Regions from separate parts of the Hordeum vulgare genome. Here region 2 is linked to region 1. Evidence: chromatin contacts called from public Hi-C data. All regions are on one chromosome and are shown on one strand. Each heading gives the region's core, a stretch centred on a gene start, on an enhancer-like site or on the middle of the called end of the contact. The rest is flanking DNA. Distances are from core to core; before and after follow the strand shown.

What was found. Hi-C and Micro-C count contacts between places; a contact is called where the count stands out from the background.
Region 2: a Hi-C map of leaf shows a contact between it and region 1, with 4 times the contacts expected there. The contact joins the enhancer-like site here to the promoter of LOC123401027 in region 1. A contact is called at or near these places in 4 of 6 Hi-C or Micro-C datasets (leaf and seedling).

What each region holds. Positions count from the first base shown.
Region 1 is chr6H:378,326,717-378,329,777 of MorexV3_pseudomolecules_assembly, forward strand. LOC123401027 (phenylalanine ammonia-lyase-like) reads right to left here and starts at 1,609. Exons shown (of 2, transcript XM_045094742.1): 1 at 1,030-1,609. The coding sequence starts at 1,430.
Region 2 is chr6H:378,415,208-378,418,268 of MorexV3_pseudomolecules_assembly, forward strand. No RefSeq gene overlaps it. Among protein-coding and RNA genes, the nearest start is that of LOC123404696, 67 kb to the left of the region's middle. Within about 2 kb of position 1,639, at least 2 of the 3 cell types and tissues checked have open chromatin away from gene starts, as enhancers often do. A contact at or near this core is called in leaf, where this site is marked.

The DNA of each region.
Region 1 (3,061 bases), core at 359-2,858:
ATGCGCGGTGCACAGGACTTTGTCCATCCGTCCGCATGCATGACAGACACGAGCCAGGCAGCCCAACTAACCCACCACCAAACAAAAGAGCTTTCGCCGGTTGCTCCGGTGGAGCCAAAATCAACATCCAACCCGGCTGTCGGTGAAGAAGGGAATAATGGCTCATCTTCTTTCTTCTCGCCGCGAAAAGAGATGAACGGTGGACCACGGCGGCGGGAGCCCCACACTGCAACCCTGGGGTGGGCGGGCTCTCCGTGCCTACCGAGCTGTCGCTGCCACTTTGTTTCGTGGAGTGATTAGATTAGGCGGGCACGCCCCCATCGGCCCTGATTGAGATGGCCAGCTGAACAGAGAGCAGCGCTGCCTGCTCTGGTGGGATGTGTGTGTGCGCGCGCGCGTGGTGGACCATGTTGTCAAGTGCTCTAGATCCTCAACAGATCTGGTGGCGAGGTGCCGGTTCACTGAATTGCTCGTCCTAACCTGGCTGGCTAACATAACTTGCTCAATTGATCGTTTTGCTAGTAGTATACTTAGGGAACACTTGAGGTCTGCACAAAGTAAACTACTTCCTCGGTTCCTAAATATCTGTCTTTCTAGATATTTCATTACAGACTACGTGTAAATGTATATAAACATAGTTTAGTTAATTTTTTAAAAAGATAGATATTTTAAAACAGAGGAAATAGTAGTGAATTTATGTTCAAATCCTCGAGTAAAAGGACCGTATGGCGAGCGGTAGCTAATTTTAGGAAAAGTTCCAGTTAGCTGGTGGGTAGTAGTAGTGTCACCAACGACCTATCTAACTCCCCGAAAACCAAAAGAAAAAAGAATCCTTTTGGGCTTCGGAATCCCGTGTACACGACGGAACAGGGCACATGCGCGCGCATCCAGCGCAATCTAAAATGTTTAATCTCCTCCGTAATAAGTAGCATTTTTTTCGCGGTGTCCGTAATACTAACATATTAATGTCTCAAAGTCAAAACTGAAGAGCATGAAGAAAAAAAATAAGGGTCTGCTGTGGATCCTGACCTGATGAGCTCTCTCTGTAGCGCGCCGCCCTCCTTGGTCCGTCGGTGGGAGGTGGCCCCGAAGCCGGTGGTGACGCCGTAGCTGTCGGTGCCGTTCATCATGCTGGTCATGACCCAGTCGCTGCTCTCCTTGACGCGGCCGCGGGCGGACTCGTCGAGCGCGACCCTGGCGACGCCAGCGCCGGCGGCCACGGCGGCCACCTGCGCGATCCCGAGGGAGGCGCCCTCGATGGTGACCAGCGGCTCGCGGAACTGCGCCACCATCTTCTTGACCTCGTCCAGGTGGCTCCCGGTGAGCTCCTCGGCGGTCTTCACCCAGTTGAGGGGGTCGGCGGCGCGGGGGGCAGAGACGCAGAGGCCATCGCCGTTGAGGGAGCCCACGAGGCCGGTCTCGCACTCCATTGCAGGTTACACTTACACGGATGGAACAAAAACAATGCAGGGAGCAGTACAAGCACGACAGATGTGGGGGAAGCTACCACTAGCGCTACGTAGTAATTAGCGTACGTTTATATTGTAGATGGATGGAAGGAAGAAGAGCTTGGGGCGAAACCGAAAGCTAAGCTCTTCTTGGGGAATGGCGGAAGGGGGGGAGGGAGGTTAAATAGCGGGCGGGGGGCGACGGGTGGGGGGTTGTTGGGATCACTCTTTTCCTTGGGTTGGTTGCTGGAGAGCTGACTCTCTGGGTCTCGGATCGCCCTTGGATGGACCTGCCATGCCAACCTTGCGCCGATGCGCGCCACGACGGCCGGCTTCGGCTTGGCCGGCCGGGTCGTCGGCGTGGCCGCCTCGGTGCCGTCCAACCGTCCGCCACGATGGAGGCTGCGGCTGCGGCTGCGGTGCGGGGCCCGGGACGGAACGGTGCGTTGGTGCCGTGCGTGGTGGGTGGCCTGTGGTGGTCTGGGTTTGGTGGGGTTGGTGGCTCGGCTCGCGTGTGGACGTGGGCTTCCGCCGAGGCACTCACCGTCGGTCGCTCGGTCAGTTGGTCCAGTCGCCCCGGCCCCGGCCCGTCCGTCTACACGGTTTACATGGGAAGCCGGTCGGAGATCTCCACGGAAGCTGCAATGCAAAAGCCTGACAGAAAACGGCTCGACACAACGGGATGAAGCGATGGATCTTCTCTGTGCAGTTTTCAGAGTCTGAACTGTTAAGTACAGACCCAAGACCAACTTCTTCAGGCTGTCGTTTCTGGTTATGTCGAGCGAAGCCAAATCAGAGTCTGAACTGTCGAAGTACAGACCCACAGTCGTTTCTGGTTTTGTCCACCAAAGCCAAATCAGGCGGTGGCTAGGCTCTCGCAGTCGCATGGCATGGTTGCTGAAAACGGGCTCAAAACACGCCAGTACTGCTGAAACACAAAGCTGTAATGTCAAGCTGCCGCATTTGATTCCTGCTGCCAAGTGCCAACAACAAGAGGGCGTGCAAGGAAAGCAAAGGCGATTCAGGGTTCAGGGCATGTAGTACTACTGCTGCATACGGTCTGCTTCCTTTCCCATGATAGAATGTGGCAACATGCATTTCAGAGAGCTTTTGTGCATAAAAACCTCTGATATACAATGATTGATTGCTCCTGTTCACAAGACCATCACAAAAAACGCCGTTGAATCATGAAGATTCCATGTTACCCCCCCTTTCGAAATGGGCAAATATTATAAAGGGGAAGAGCCGGTTCATCATCATCCATGTATGCAATGCACAAATTTGTTATTTTTTGCGCTGTTGGTGAACAATGTGCACATTATTTTTTTCATTCATAGCCGGGATTTTATTTATGTTTATGGTTGGTACCAACGAACCCTCGTGGTGACCAGCTCAGCAACCCGCCAGGTAAACTCAACGTGCTTGGCGACTAAGCTAGGACGAAACTGGTTAACAATTGCTGTCTGGTCCTCCACATAAGTTTGATCACATCACATCATCTATACATATCTCTTGCAGGAAGCTCTCATGGTTCAAGAAAATATCTATAATCTTTTGCTGCAAGCCCCGACGTACCTCCTTCAGATCAGAACCTGATAGACTGCTGACAACTT
Region 2 (3,061 bases), core at 389-2,888, 89 kb after region 1:
TCCTGATGCTTGCATATGGTACAGCTGCCGGTTAATAGGACGAGTACCTACGGATGTCTGAGAGCATATGCGAAGGTGCCATGGTCAGTTTTGCAACTGTCGTGGTCGAGTTGTTTGGACTTCAATACATGAGAGAACCAACTATGATAGACGTTAAGTGGCTCTTGGCAATCTCAAAATTAAGAGGGTGGGTAGGTTTGCTTGGATCTTTTGTTTGCATGCATTGAAAATAAAAGAACTGCCCGAAGGCTTTACAAGGGCAATAGCAGGGTCATGTTAAGAAGTCCACCATCATTTTTGAAGCAGTTGCATCACATATGTGATCTTTGAATTTGGCACGATTTCTTTGTCATGCTCGGGTTTCACAATGACATCAATGTGCTGCAACGATCACTATTGTTTGCGAGGCTGCGTGAAGGAAAAGCTCCTCCTTGCCACTATAATGTCAATGAAGATGTGTACAACATGGACTATTATCTGGTTGACGGTATCTATCCTTCGTGGGCTACCTCTGCCAGCAACATCTCTAACCCATAAGGCCACAAAAAGTCCCACTTTGCCAAAAGACAAGAATCAACTAGAAAAGATGTCGAGAGGGCATTTCGAGTTCTGCAGACCCGTTTTGCACTTGTTCGTGGACCTGCAAAACAATGAGATGTGAAGACCTTATGGGAGGTGATGACATGTTGTGGGATCATGCACAACATGATCGCCGAGGACGAGGGTGACGATGTTGCGGCAGCTCTAGAATTTAAGAACATGGGTAATCCTATCGAATTTCTAGACCAGAATTCAGCCACATTAAAAGAGTTTATTGAAATGCATCGACAAATTCGCCATCTGTCAACTCATGAGTATCTGAATGAAATTTTGATTGAACATTAGTTGGCGGTTAAAGTAGACAATAATGTTGAAATGTAAAATTTACACTTTTTTAAAATCTAAACTAGTGCTGCATGCGACTATTTTAACGTGCATATTCTGTGTAAGCGGCTATTTCAACGTCTAAATTCTATGTATATGGTTATGTGAATGTACGGGCTGTAAGAGAAATGAAGGAGACCGAATGTACCGGGGTAGCGTTGGAGTTGCGGTCTCCTGCATCTGTGTTAGATGCCGTTAAGCTAGCGTCGGTTAGTGCTTGACGTGGGTAGCACATATCGAGCTGTAGCATCATGTCGAACGTTCACACCCTCACCTCGGCACCTCCCACACGTGATCTACACAGCATGTGAGATCATGAGACGCTCGGTCAAGTCCTGGGCTTAGTCCCGTGCTGAGTTTTGACTTTAATGGGGCAGCTAAAGAAGACGGGAGTTTTAGTCATCCGCATCTACACTGGGAACTAATTTACAGATATCTGAAGACTGGGCACGAATTGCCAGGAAAGTCACTGTTCATTTCATGAAGTTGTCAACATTTGCATCCACAATTTCACGTACTGGCTTCGCACAATGCAAATTTTGTGAAACTGTACAGATACTAGATCGTACCTACTACATACAGATATAGAGAGTGACATAATTCTTGCATCCTTTTCGTGGTCTTAATCCGCGACGGTCCTGCTCCTATCGTTCAGCTACTGGACGCAAGTTGACAAAACAAAGGACCTACAAGCTACAGTCACCTTGTCCAAACTGTCTCGGCCATGCAAACGAGAGGCCACAGAATTCCTGGCGACCTCGCGTCCAAGTGAACGCCATGGACCACGTAGAGTAGAGTTGTCTCCTTCACATCATATGAGGCCATAGAAAGACCATGTAAATACATTTGGCTACATGAGGGCTGAGGTCATACGAAGTACTCCTATGGAACCATGGATACATATATATTTCGTGAATGCTCAATCAAATGTATGGTCCTTGAACGTATAAAAAGGTGACAACTCGCAATAATTACAATCAGTGGGGCTGACAGTTGTGGATATGAACACTTTTATAATTATTTTTTAGCGAAAGTCTTCCATGACGCACTTTATTTCATCATGAACAAGGATACATCGTTCATTATATCAGATACAGTAAATCTAGGAGGATCACCATCCCAAACTACTGAATTATTTGACTCTATAATATATCCAGCTAGGTTGTGCGTCACATAATTTGCCTCAAAATGATAGTGTTGCAAGGAAATTTGACCAATCCGGAAAACAATTTGGAAACAATCAGCCAGAATCGTAGTGTAAGGGCTCCAAACCTGAATAACCCCATTAAGAGCTTGGGTAAGCTTCAATGAATTAGTTTCAATAATCACTAGCTTGCAGCAAAAGTTTCTCAATCATTTTGACGAAAAAGGATTTCCCCCCGCTTTATATTATAAAGCCTCGGCCAAAGCATACAAGACACCACAATGTCCAACGCACCCAAGAAATTTGAAAATTGCATCAGTCGCGCGGAGAGGAATAACATGTTCAATCACAAGCTTATTACGAACATTCCATAAGGTCCGGAGGAGGGCACCGATGGTAACCAATAGGGTCGGTCTCACAGCGACGCTGTGCGACCGAAGCACCTCGACAAACATGTCGGACAGGTTGTCGTGGCACCAACTGCCCCCAACCGCCTCCCGCAAACAACTCCACATGAACCTAGCGGCTGGGCAAGTGAAGAAGATGTGGTTGCAGTCCTCTGGGACCCTGCACAGAGGACACGACCCATCGGATGGTTCGTTCCTCTTCAACACCTCCATCCCGAATGGGAGCCGGCCACACACAAACTGCCATAAGAATATACGAATCTTTAGCGGCAACTTGAATTCCCACATGATATTAAGTTCGGTCGGTCCCGGAGTTGGCAAGATTGCCTCGTATAGAGATTTGGTGGTGAACCGTCCATTAGGCTCAAGCCGCGAGTGGATTACATTGTCCTCCGGGGACGGAGAGTGTCAAGCCACACACTGCACTAACCCGTCCTAGAGGTCCCGCTCGGCGGGACCGAAGGACCTCCTGAAGGCGATACACGCTAGGTTGGGTAGCGCACCTGCAACGGAGATGAATTGTTGCGTGCAAATGCATAAGGGAGGTTGGAAACGAGAGGCGAAGTCCTAGGGGCCGCACCATCGG